Regions from separate parts of the Sus scrofa genome. Here region 1 is linked to region 2. The links are chromatin contacts, called in public Hi-C maps. All regions are on one chromosome and are shown on one strand. The core of a region is the stretch at or near the end of the contact, and the rest is flanking DNA. Distances in the headings are between cores, read along the strand shown.

The links. A called contact is a pair of places that touch in the nucleus more often than the background predicts.
Region 1: a Hi-C map of liver shows a contact between it and region 2, with 17 times the contacts expected there. The contact joins two enhancer-like sites. A contact is called at or near these places in 2 of 5 promoter capture datasets (fetal liver and liver) and 4 of 47 Hi-C or Micro-C datasets (embryonic fibroblasts and liver).

What each region holds. Positions count from the first base shown.
Region 1 is chr6:3,524,259-3,531,126 of Sscrofa11.1, reverse strand. All of the region lies in intron 1 of GSE1 (genetic suppressor element 1), which reads left to right. Among named protein-coding and RNA genes, the nearest start is that of GSE1, 130 kb to the left of the region's middle. Within about 2 kb of position 5,441, at least 33 of the 83 cell types and tissues checked have an H3K27ac peak or open chromatin away from gene starts, as enhancers often do. A contact at or near this core is called in fetal liver and liver, where this site is marked.
Region 2 is chr6:3,339,999-3,346,370 of Sscrofa11.1, reverse strand. All of the region lies in intron 2 of GSE1 (genetic suppressor element 1), which reads left to right. Among named protein-coding and RNA genes, the nearest start is that of GINS2, 120 kb to the right of the region's middle. Within about 2 kb of position 2,135, at least 28 of the 83 cell types and tissues checked have an H3K27ac peak or open chromatin away from gene starts, as enhancers often do. A contact at or near this core is called in fetal liver and liver, where this site is marked.

The DNA of each region.
Region 1 (6,868 bases), core at 4,192-6,691, 180 kb before region 2:
GGGGGGGCTGTTGTCTCCACTTTACGCTCAGGGACTGAGGCTCCGACGACCCCAGGGGCCCATGCGGCTGGCCTGGGTGGGGCTGGGCCGAAGCTCGGGGTGTTCGTGCCCTGCCTCCAGCCTCCTGCAATAGCCCCGAAGGGCAAACAGCCCCGCCCCAGGCAGGTGGCTCGGCTGCGTCTGAGCATTTGTGGCCCCAGCGGAGACAGAACCTTACAGATGGCCCGGGAGCTGATCTCAGGTGGCCCTGGGATGCTGAGGCCACAGACTCCAAGCCAGACATGGGGCCACACGGGCCCACAGGACTTCTGTGCCCTCTCTGAGCAGGAGACATGGGCTGGGAGCCAGCGTTCCGTGCCAAAGGCTCGGCATTTTCGGAAACCTTCTGGTGACCACGTGATAGCGGGATTAGATCCACTGTCCCTGCCCACTTCAGCCGCCCTTAGAAAGGGTGAAAGGTGAGAGGTCAGAGGTGGAGTGGCTGGCCAACTAGAGTTGTGAAAGTGAGATACCGAGGAGGCTGTGACGTTGAGTCCCTTCTAGAAGGAAGGGACCTTTGCAGAGGCAGGGTTCTGGGAGGGAGGACGACGGCGAGGAGACGTGTGTACACAAGACGGGTAAGGGGACCCCGATCCACAGGCCTTTGTGGCCGGAACCTGCCAGAACTCCCAGGGCACCGCCCGGTGGGTCCCCTCCTCCCTGACACCTGCCAGGCTGAACAGAGGGCCGCAGCCCTGACCACGTGTCCAGGGCCAGCTCTGCGGTGACACCCCCACGCGGTGTCATGCGTTCGCTGTCCTGACGTTTGCCCTCGTTGCTGAATGAGGGCCCCCCGTTTTCGTCTCGTGCTGGGCCCCCCGCCTGTGTTGTCGGTGCGTGTGTCACATGCTTGCCTCTCATGTGCCTTGTGAGATAACGCGGCACAGAGAGGCTGGTCACCTGGCCAAGGGCCACCCAGCTTCCATGTCCAATAAAGCCTTGACCCCAAATCTGTCCTGAGTCCAGGAAAGTTTTCTGTGACCTGCCCCTGCAGGGCTGGAGTCCAAAAGACAGTCTGATAGCAAGTGTCAGCCGGCAGGTGGATCTGAACCATCACTCGCTGCAGGGGGTGCTGGAAAATGCTTCTGCTGCTGCGGAAACGGGTTGCCGGTTCCCCAAACAAGCAAACCTCGGGTCCCTGCAGGACCCTGCCGTGCCACTCCCAGGTAGATGCCCACGCGACCTGAAGACACAGATGCCCATAACCACGTGTCCACCGCAGCTCACGTCGGCACCCGTTACGTAAACACAAAGTGGCAACAGCCCAAGCGTCTCTCCACGGATGACGGCTAAGCCAAATGTGGCCCATCCATGCGATGGAATATTATTTAGCCATGAAAAGAAGCCAACCACTGATACATGCCCTAGCGTGGAGGATGCACCTTGAAGCCACGCAGCTGGACAGGGCTGCATACTGTTATGATTTTATGCGAGTGAAATGTCCAGAATAGAGACAGACAGTGGACGAGTGTTTGCCTGGGATCTGGGGGGAGGAACGACTTCGGGGGACGGGGTGTTGTTTGGGGTACTGAACGCGCTCTGGGATTCGCGAGTGGTGAGGGGCACACGGCATCGGCATCGTAATACACTAACCGTCCCCGGGTTGTGTGCTTCAAAATGCTGCATTGTGTGACATGTAAGTCGTGGGTCTGTTTTTTTCCCCATAAACTGTATTTGATTTATTTTTCAATTGAAGTCTAGTGGGTTTATACTGTTGTGTTAATTTCCGCGGTACGGCCAACTGATTTCAGTTTTATAAACACTCTCTTTTCGTCTTCTGTTCCATTATGGTTTATCACAGGATATTGACTCTGCAGTGGGACCTGGTCATTTATCTGTTCGGTTTATCATAGGTCACATCTGCCAACCCCAACCTCCCACTCCATCCTCCCCCAGCCCCCTCCCGCTTGGCATCTGCACGTCTGTTCTCTATGTCTGTGAGTCTGTTTCATTTTTTTGTTTGTTTGCTTTTGCTTTTTGGAGCCACACCTGTGGCACACGGAAGTTCCCAGGCTCGGGGTCGAATCGGAGCTACGGCCGCCGGCCTCTACCACAGCCACAACCACGCCGGATCTGAGCCGCATCTGTGACCTACACCGCAACTCACGGCCACGCCGGATCCTTAACCCACGGAGTGAGGCCAGGGATGGAACCCGCCTCCTCATGGATCCTCGTTGGGTTCGTTAACTGCTGAGCCCCAAAGGGAACGCATGTTTCTGTTTTGTAGCTAGGTCCACTTGTGCTGTATTTTAGATTCTGCATGTAAGTGATATCATGTGGTACTTGCCTTTCTCTTTCTGACTTCACGTAGTATGAGAATCTCTGGTTGCATCCGTGTTGTTGCAAGTGCAATTATTTCGTTCCTTTTTATGGCTGAGTAGTATTCCATTGTATAGATATACCACATCTTCTTAGTCCATTCGTGTGTCAATGGACATTTTTTTTAACTCAGTAAATTTTATTACATTTATGGCTGTTCAGTGATCATCACAACCCCATTTACAGCTTTTCCTCAATGGACATTGTGGTGGTTTCTGTGCCTTGGCTGTTGTGAATAGTGCTGCTACGAACACAGGTGTGTGTTTATCTTTTTGAATTATGGTTTTGTGCAGGTATATGCCCAGGTGTATCTCTGTTTTTTGTTTTTGTTCTGTGTGTGTATGTGTGTCTTTTTGCCTTTTCTAGGTCTGCTCCCATGGCATATGGTGGTTCCCAGGCTAGGGGTCGAATTGGAGCTGTAGCCACGGGCCTACACCACAGCCATGGCAACGTGGAATCCGAGCCGCATCCGCACACTACACCACAGCTCACGGCAACGCCGGATCCTTAACCCACTGAGCAAGGCCAGGGATGGAACCCGAAATCTCATGGTTCCTCGTCGGATTCGTTAACCACTGCGCCACGACGGGAACTCCTGTATCTCTGTTTTTTAAAGAAGGCTCCGTGGCAAGAGCAAGCTTTGGGCCTGGACTGCACCCTTTTCGTTCTTTATGTCCCAGACCTCTCTGACCTCTGGAGGCTTATGACTGTCCCTCTGAGTTGTTCATCTCACAATCATGTTTTTTTGAGCAAAACCTGGGTCCTGTGATGTGGGAAAGGATATTTAATACTTGCCTTTTTAGCATATGTTCACATGAGAAAGTGGACAAGGACAGAAAAATGGCCTGACAGTTGGCACGTAACATCACTTCAGTGGAAAGAACAGGTTTTTCTGGCATCAGGAAATTCTGGCTTTTCCCAGACCTGGGATCCTCCCAACCCTTGGGGAGGGGCCGTAAAACCTAAAGGTTAGAGGGGAAGACTCTGGAGCCACTGGCCTGGTTCAGATCCCAGCTCCCCCCACTTTCTGGCTGTGTGACCTTAGGAGGGTTCCTTTCCCTCTCTGTGCTTCAGTTTCTTAATCTGGAAAATGAAAATGCTTCGAACAGTGCCTGGCCCTTAGGAAGCACTTCCTGTCTGAGTTTAACTCATGTTTTAGCGTCAGTCTAACTAGTATTTACTCATATTAACTAGTATTTGTGGGCACGTGCTAAGTGCTCTGGGCTCCCCGTCAGGGGACGGTTTCTCCCGGTCATCTGGGTGACAGCTGTGTGACCAGACACCCCGAAGTCGGGAGCAGGAAACCACCGCTTTGGCTGACAGATGGACAATTCGGGTGAGGCTGGGCAGGGGGGACCCGTCTCTGCTCCCCAAGCTTTCGCATCTGGACTAGGGCTGGAGGATGCACCTCCCAGACGGCACCCTCATGCCCACAGGGCTGGTGGCCCGGGCAGTGGCAGGGCTGGGAGTGTGGCGGTGTGCCCTCCCCAACCCCAGCACAGCAGGGTGGCTGGGTCCTAAGACCAAGGGTCCTGAGGCAGAGCCGGGCAGAAGCTGTACCACCCTCATGACCAGGCCTCCTTGGCCCCCTGGCATCCACTTCCCTGACTCCATCAGGGCCGGTCTCACAATGCCCCTGCCCCTTCCAGCGTCAAGGAGGGGGCCAAGCTGGAACGATCTGGACGCGCGTGTGGCCTGGGAGGGAGCAGTGCGGCCCATTTTGGGAAATATCATCTGTCCTCGCAGCCCGGAGGGTCAGGGCTGGAAGGGTGCTCACAGGTCACCGGGCCTGCACCCCACAGCCCACTGCACGGGGCCGGGGAGCGGGGGGAAGCTGAGGGGCGGAGAGGCGGGCAGGCCGTCCCGGTTCCCTGGCGCTTATCAGGGTGTGCGGAGGGATGGCCTCTCTCCTGCTCGCCCGCCAGCTCCTGGGAGGAGGGGGCCCCGCCGTCTTTGCGGCAGGACCCCCGCCCCTCCCCCAGTGCCCAGCTCAGACGACCGGGCCACCTGAATCCAGCAGACCCCCAGGCCAGGGCCCAGCCGGCCCCTCGGACCTGCCCGTCGCTCTCCCACAGTGACCTGGCCGGTGCTGCATGCAGCCGGTGCTCAATGACTGCTTGGTACCCTGCCCCAGCCTGACGGATGCCAGGGAGCTCAGGTCCTGCCAGGCCAGGGGACCCGGGGTGGCCAGACCCGGCAGACCCATCCGCTTCCAAACTGAGCCCCTTGCCCGCCCCGGGAGTGGAGGGGCCGGAGGTGCTGGCCTGGCTGGACCCCCCACCCACCCACCCCACCCCAGCAGGGACGGGAGGCCTGGCGGGCGGGCTTCCTGAGCCTCCTGCCGGAGGTGTCTCAGCAGCTGCAGGAAGAGCCGGCAGAGCCAGATAAAGGCCCAGCGGGGGCCCTTTCCCAACAAAGGAAGCCAGCAGAGGCCTCTCCTCTCCCGCCTAAACACTCCAAACGCCTTTCAAGCTCTGGGCGGACGGGCGGGCTATTCAGAAGCAAGGGGAGGAGGGAACTGCCGCACAAAATGGGGTGGGAGGTGCCTCCGCCTCCTTCCAGAACCCCGAGGCGGATCCATTTAGTTTCAGAGAAATAAACCCCCCGTGTTCTAGAATATTCCTTCTCGGGGAGCAGGCCCCTCTCTGGGCCCTGCAGGGCACACCCTGGGGAGGGAATTGGAGAGAGGCGAGGGGCCTGGGTGCCCCCCCCCCCGACCCCGCCACCGAGCCACCCCTCACCTCCGGGGGTCTTTGTGTGCCCCGCCTCTCCCTTGATTTACGAGGCTGCCACCCAGCCCGCAGCTCCACCCCCAGCCTCCCGCCGATGATGGGGTGGTTGGGGACAGAGGGGACCCTCCAGACCTCCGTGCTGCCCCACCCCCACCCCAGCCTCGCAGTAGGTGACCCCTGGATCTGCAGGAGGGTGGCGGAGGGCCCCCTGGCCTGGAAGCTTCCGATGAGACAGGCTTCGGTGGTGGGTCCCACCCCTAGTGTGGCCAGAGATTCAGGCGACAGGCTGTTTGAACCTTCGAACTCTGCCCCGTCCCTCCCCACAGCTCCCTGGGCCCCGCGGCAAGAGCTGAGCCTAGGAATGCGACCAACCCTGTTGGAGCCTTCTGCCACCCTTTAGCTGCCAGCAAAGGCTTCGGCTGTTCTGCACCTTGATTTTGTCATCTGTAAAGGGGGCGTTAACACTGCCTGCCTCCCAGGGCTGCTGAGTGAGATTAAGCCCAGAGGTGGCTGCGCCGGATCCATGTCCCTGTGTATACAGGTCTCAGCCCCCCGGGCATCCCCAGGGACCAGGGACAACTCAGGATCATACAGATGGTGTCAGGGCATCCGTCAGCCACTGGACAGAGCAGAACGGCCTGGGCTTCTGGTTGGTGCTAGGCAGTGTTGGAGAGGGGGCCCTGCTGGCCCGGGGACACAGAGTGGCCTGTAGGATGCTACCCAGTCTGGGCACATGCTGGCCCCCAGACCTCAGTCCCCTGGACGGCTGGGGCCTCTCCCGGCAGGGCGGAAACTGCTTGGTAACGAGCCCCAGGGGCGCTCCAGGCGGCTGGGAGAGGGCAGGACGGGGTTTGCTGGTGCCAGGGCTCATTAAGCCTGCCGTTCAGATGGGGATTAGGCGGCAGCCAGCCCACGAGTCCTTGGGTTTGGTTATTAAAGGCTCCTTGCAAGGGAAACGCCAGGCGCTCCCTTTCAAAGCCGCACCTGCTAATCAGAGGGCAAGGAATTCATTAAAACTGTAACTGGGGCTCCCCAGGAACAAGGGCTGGGGGAGGGGGGCTTTGCAGCGTGTGGGCAGAACAAGGGCACAGCTTCCCTCCCTGGCAGGGGGCACACACTCCCCCCCACCCCGTCGTGGGTGTGGCCAGGGGGCGCCAGAGGCCCGTGCTGCAAGGCCCCCTCCTCCAAGGGGCTGTCCCTGAGAGCCCAAGCCTGGACCCCTGGCTCCTCCGCTGTCATATTCCTTTGCTCCTTTGTTTTTTTTTTCTTTTGGCCGCCCCACAGCATATGGAGTTCCTGGGCCAGGGATCAGATCCAAGCCGCGGCTGCGGCCACACTGGATCCTGACCCCACTGTGCTGGGCCGGGAATGGAACCTGCATCCTGGCGCTGCAGTGATGCCGTGATCCTGTGCGCCACAGCGGGAGCTCTCATTCCTTTGCTTCTGCTCCCACCTGCTGGTGCTCCGCCAGCTCCTTGGGGTCCTCGTGTGTGCTTCCTGCGAGAGGGAGGGGTGGGGGGACAGGGGCAAGGCCACGTTTGGTAAACACCTGCTGGGCCAGGCTGAATAATGGCCCCCAAGATGGGCGCGTTCCAGTCCACAGAACCGTGTGTGTGTGTGTGTGTGTGTGTGTGTGTGTATGTGTGTGTGTGTGTGTGTGTAAGGGAGAGAGAGAGACCTGATGTGGCTTATCCAGGTGAGACCATCCCGGGGTCCTTATAGGACGGACGTGGAGGGGATTCTAGAGAAATGGAAGTAGGACGTGTGGTGGCCGAATA
Region 2 (6,372 bases), core at 886-3,385:
GTCAGGCTGGGAAATCCAGAGCCATGAAAGCAAATTGGTCCTGGCTGGTGTGAAGCCTGAGTGGCAGAGCGGAAGGCCTGCAGGTGGAGAGGCCTGGGGAGGTCAGGGCACGGGGCCGGTCCTCTTGGCCTGTGGACAGGGCTGTCTGTGCCTCCAGAGTCTTCTTTTTTCCTTTCTCCAGTTGCCCCGCTAGGGTTTGTACTTTATGATCTTCGTGTAGAGGCTTAACTGGGAAGACCAAGGTCAAGTGGCTTTGCTCCCCTGGGGCTTCGGTCAGCTCCCCTTGGAGTCAGAGAGGCCAGAGGCAAAGACTGACCTGGTTCTCGGGGAGCTTCTGAGGCCCCCTTGCAAGTGCTTGCTGTGAATCCATCGTGTAACTGCCACTCCCACTCCAGAACTAGGTGCCTGTGTCACATCCACCCATTTCACAGATGACCAGAGTCAGGCTCAGAGGAGCTGGCAGCTTGCCCAGCTCAGGAGGGGTGGCGCTGCGACGTGAAGCCTGCGGCTGCCCACCACGCTGGCCCGGGAAGAATAGGCCTGGACGTGGCAGCCTGGCATGCGGTGGCTCTGTGGCCTTAGAGGCCTGACACCCAGGTGCTCTCGAGCCTCTGGAACCCCATTCTGTCCCCACAGCCAGATCCTGTCACGGTGTCTGTAACTGCAGGGAGCAGGGCCCAGAACCTGCCCAGCCAGCTGTTCTGGGGGTTGGGGGTGGGGCAGTTCATTCCCAGCCAGGCTGGCATCAGGCACCGCTTCTCCTGTTTGACAGGACTGAGGCCAGGCACTCAGGTTTGAAGTCCTGTTCTGCCTCTTCTGGGCAGGTAACAAGCTCTCTGGGCCTCGATGTTCCCATTTGTGAAATGGGACCCATCACTGGGTCATTTCACTATCCGTGTAAGGCCATCTGAGGCCCACCGTTTGATTTTTGTAAACAAAGTTTTATTGGCACAAGGCCATGTCCATTCCTTTGTGCATTATCTGGGGCAGCTTTCGTGCTCCACCAGCAAACTGGAGTGGTTGTGACAAGGCCAGCCAAGCCTAAAAGGCGTGATCTAGCCCATTACAAGGGAAGTTTGCCGGCCTCTGGTGCAAGGGATTAAATTCAATGAGTGAATCTTTGCAAGGCACTGAGGACTGCACCTGGGACAAAGGGGACACTTAGCAGGTGGCAGCTATATAATAATCATTATTCTTAGGGTGGAATCATTTGCAGAAAATCTCAGGGCTTCGTAGCGATCGAGCTGGGACTTGAACTCGGGTCTTTGGACCAGGCCCCTCACCCCCACGACGCGGTGTCACTAGTGGGGGGACTGGGATCCAGAAGAATGCTTGCCTGTGCCAGGAGAGGGTGGACCGGGCCTGTGCAAAGGGAACTGGGGACCTGCGGGGGGAGGGGGGCTCCAGTGCTTCTCAGAATGCTCTTCTGTGTGCACACGCGCCCAGCCGTCTGTCCCTTTCCGAACACCCCCCGGCGTGGGCAGGTGGAGACGGTGGGTTTCTCTCCTGGCCAACTCAGCGCCGGACTGGTAATAACAATAGTAGAAATAGGAGTTCCCGTCGCGGCTCAGTGGTTGAGGAACCCAGTTAGCGACCATGAGGCCGCGGGTTCGATCCCCGGCCTCGCTCAGCGGGTTAAGGATCCGGCGTTGCCGTGAGCTGTGGTGTGGGTTGCAGATGTGGCTTAGATCCCGTGTGGCTGTGGCTGTGGTGTAGGCCGGCAGCTGGAGCTCCGATTGGACCCCTCGCCTGGGAACCTCCATATGCTGCAGGTGCGGCCCTAAAAAGACAAAAGACAAATAATAATAGTAATAACAAATAATAAGGAGGAAGAGGTGGCAGCAGCCCCTCCTCTGGTGCCCGTTCGGTAGCAGACGTAGTGTTAGCGTGATCCCACTTGCCAGCCGGAGACACTGAGGCACAGAGGGTGAGGTCGCACGGGCTGTAAGCGGTGCAGCCGGGCTTTGACCTCAGGCAGTCTGGCTCCAGAGTCTCCGCTTAATAAATATTTGTTGAACGAGCAAGGGAGGGAATTGGCCGTTGGTGCTGGCGGCGGCGCCCTGCCGGCCGGCCCCCTTATCTCGTTCCTGGAGTTCGAGAAGGGAGGACTCCTCGGCTGTCAGCTGACCCCACCCTGGCCGCGTGCTGAACTCTGGGTGACCCTGGCTTCTTCCCCTGGGGGTTTTCTGTCCACTGCTGGGAAGGCCACTCCGGATTCCCCAGGGAGGAAACTGAGGCCCAGAGAGGTCTGAGGCTTGGCCAGAGCCACACAGCCTGCTGCTCTCAGAGGATCCGGGTGTCCCCAGAACATCCCCCCTGCCCCTGGCTGTCCCCCCACAGGTCGGCTGGCCCAGGCGCCACGCCACACATCCTTTGACGGGCTTGCAGGAGACAGGCTTGCCCTGCTGGGAGCTGGCGGTGCCTAGGAGACGGGAGCCTCGGCCCAGGGGGGCCTGCAGGGAGCTGCCTGTTTTACCCCCCAGACTGAGTTCAGAAAGCAGGCCCACCTGGCGGTGAGGGCAGGCCTGCTGCCAGATCCCTGGGTCCCCCCCCCCACCGCCCTCAGGAGCTGAAGCTGGAGGGGCAGGTTGTCCCCAGTTGCCAGCTGTGACCAAGCCATGCCCAGCTCTGGCTTATCACGGCAAGCTGCTGGGTCAAGAGCAAACCCGTGGCTTTGGGGCGGCTCTGGAACGACCCGAGGCCTGCTCTGGGGGGCCGTCGGGGCCTTGTGGGATCTCGAGCCAGATAAAAGGACAACGTTGCTGTTTCAGTTGTGATTGAGAAAGCTGCTTATTTACAGCTCAGAAACTCAGCGGGGACAAGCATTTCGGCTCCCATCTAGCACTTTCCAGGCAGTCACTAATTAATCTTCCGATACCCCTGAGAAATGGGGAGGGGCGGCCACATTTCCATCTGTCGGCTGGGAAAGCCAGGGGCCCTTTTGTCCCAGCTGCGGCCCAGCCCTTCTCCGAGGGGCCTGGTCCCGTTCCCACCCCGTTCTCATTAAGATTTTTTCTTGCCTTAAATGCGTTGTGCTTACTCCCTGGGTGGGAGTGTGCCGTAGCCCCCTTGGAAACTCGCCCGCTTCTTATCTCCTTCACTCTTGCAGTCACGAGAAGTTTCTTTTATGCCCTCGGAGCAAACGGTCCTTCCGAGACCTGGACTCCTGCCCTCGGATGGGGCGGGGGCAAGGAAGATTTTCTTCCTTCTGTGCAGGAGGAAGTGGAGGGCTGGAGGGCAGCTTGCCAGGGCCACCCGGCTCCCAGCGACAGAGCCAGCCATGGGATGAAGTGTCTGGACCTGGGCTTCTGTTCCAAGAGCCGGGCTCCATGTCGCTTGTGAATGGCACAGCCCCACCCATGCTTCCTCCTCTCCAAGATCAAGTGCAAGGGGGGCCCCTCCAGTCATCTGGTCTACCCTGCGTTTTGCCACTAAAGAGACATCAGAAGACTTTATCAAGGGACCTGTTGATTGGGAATTCTTAGATTTTCAGTGAGATTGGGTTGGGAGAGGTGGCCTTTTCATCTCCTTCTGTGTGTCCTGTCACACTTCTACCTGGCAGGAAAAAAAAAAACAAAAAAATCAGGCTTTAATAGCCCCTAAAGAAGCCTCTCCCAAGGGACAGCGGACCCCCCATCTCAGGGGGTCCTCAGCAAAGCAGTTCCTTATTCGTATGTGGCACTGCCTTTCCTTGGTGGTCTAACTACGCAATCAGCAGAAATTTCGAAGTCACTTGGGTGAGTTTAGGGGGGTTATTAGAAAGGAAAAGAGAATTTGGGGGGAGGGGATAAAAAGAGATGCAGGTTTTTTTTTTTTTTTTTTTTTTTTTTAAGAGCTCCATATAGATTTAAAGTCCTTTTGTTAATTTAGGAACATAAAACTGTGTGATGTATAGCTTAGTTTGCTCGTAAAATTCCTAAGTGTGGCATATTTAGAGCTGTGAAAGCTTGGGGTAAAAGGGAAAAAAAATCAGTGAGAATTTTTTTTACAAGTCTTTTGGGGAAAATGCATTTTTCCGACTTGTTCCCACTGAGGCCAGGCCCTCCACTGCTCGGGCTGGGGTTGCCGGATGCCCTGGGCCGGATTATAGCTGGGTGAGAGGCTGGGGCCTGGCCGGATTTGAGTTGATCTGGGCCCAGGTCTTGCCTCCAGGGCCCTGGCCCACCCAGCCCCTGACGCCAGGCCCCCAGCGGAAGCCCGCGGGCCTCCCCCTGCCCTTCTCCTGCTCCCCCTGCAGGGGGACAGGAAGCGCCCTCTGACCAGCCCTGGACCGCTGCCCAGTGGGCATTTGGCCACTTGCTTAATGGCCTGCGGGGCTGGGAAGTCACGGAACATTGGCCTTGGAAGGGCCCTCAGAGATCAGATGGCCCAACCTCTGCCTTCTCTCCATTTGGTGGTCTCCCAGGGTCAGACCCACCCCGCCACCGAGGGTTGTTAGACTGTTGCTTTTCACATGAAACACACATGTGCATTTGACCTAGTTCTGTCCTCCCTGGACACAAATCAAGTCGGCCCCTTCTTAAATATCACCACCCAAGCTGGGCAAGGCCTGCCCCGTGGGGTTCTGGGCTTGCAGGGACCCAGCGGGAGCCGCAAAGGAGGTCTGTGGCTCATTGTCAGGTTGCTTCGGGAACGAACAAGGCGTGAGATCCAGGAGGATGCAGGGCTGTGGCATCTCCCAGGATCAAGCACCCTAGTTGAGGAAATCCAGGAAGGCTCCATGGAGGAGGTGGCATTGGAGGCTGGCCGTAGGGAGGCTGGCAGGAGGGTGAGGCTGGGTAGAAGGGAGCTAGTACAGTGAGGAGGGAGGACCAAGAACAGGGAAGCCACTCTTTTAAGATACTCAACATGGGGAGTTCCTGTTGCGGTTCAGCAGTAACGAACCCAACTAGTATCCGTGAGGCTATGGGTTCGATCCCTGGCCTTGCTCAGTGGGTTAAGGATCCGGCATTACCGTGAGCTGTGGTGTAGGTCACAGATGGGGCAGCTCGGATCTGAGTTGCTGTGGCTGTGGCGTAGACTGGCAGCTGTTGCTCCAATTTGACCCCTAGCCTGGGAACATCCATATGCCGCGGGTGCAGCCCTGAAAGGCAAAAAAAAAAAAAAAAAAAAAAAAAAAATTCAATGTGGTAAGTTCATTAAGTTCATACCAGGCGTGCTGAGACCTGGGCCCTGGGCTGGCCCTGCCCTGGTGGTACTGAGGGATTAGCATTAATTCGGGGTAGCAAATGCTGGTGCCCAGGGGCCTGTGTAGAAATTTCTGGGAGTGCAGAAGAGGCAATGATTTTGGTTTCGAGGTGGGGGTGGAATCAGTGTCCAAGAGAGGAAGTGACATTTGAGCTGGCCTTTCTACTCTGGGCACTTGAAAGGTCAGGCCACCACTCCTGCCCTGATTCTTAACGGTGCCCTCTGGTGGCAGGGCTCTGGAGCCTGTGCAGCCTTTAGAGAGGGCGGGTCCACCCTGAGGATGTCCAGAGGCAGGGCTGCTTCCAGACATTTCCGAGAGTCCTGGACCCGAGGCGCGGATGGGAGAGAATGAGCGGGCACGATGGAGCCTCACGCAGAAGGGGCCTCCCTGGCCGCCCAGGGGCCCTTGGCCTTTCTCCGCGTTCTGCTCTCTCCTGCATGTGCCAGGCCCTGAAGGCCAGGCAGTGGTGTTAGGGCCAGCCCCTGCCCTCAGGGAGTGGGCAGGCAGGGCCCGGCTGGTGAGAGGCAGAGCAGCCTCTGGCCCCGGGGAGCTGGGCCTTCCAGAAAGGGCGGGAAGGACAGTCTTAGGCAGAGGGGGTTAAAGCAGTGCCGCGGGAACGGAAGCCAGCAGGAGTGTGGGACCCACACTTGGGGGGTCTTGAATGTCATAAGACCTGTGTGACATGTGACCCCGATTCGGCTGTATACGGGTGTGGATCTAGGCCTTTGAAGTAGCCAGGTTCAGCTGTTGATTCAGTGCGTGTTTGCGACACGCCAGGACTGGCCGGGCGCATGGAAATATAGCCAAGAAACGCCTAAGATCCATGCCTCCTGGAGCGCCTGTTCCTGCCACAGGCACATGGCACCGTCTTCCTGGGCGCAGGCTCTGGAGGGGGGAGGGGGTAGCCAGTGTGCGGGCCGAGGGTGGCCGGAGACCCGGAGGAAGGGAGGAGTTAGCCCTGGAGAGATGAGCGGGGTTGGTGGCAGGCAGGGGGCAGACGTGCAAAGGCCCTGAGGCCTCGAGGGTGTCCATTCGGCCACAGGGCGTGAGCTGCAGGGAGGGGGCTCGGAGCGGAGATGGGAGAGCTGGAGTCGGGGCTGCGGGGGGGGGGGGGGGCGAGGTCTTCATATGACCTCAGTGGCTCCTTCTGGCTGCAGGGCCGAGATAGATTCCAGGTGGTCAGG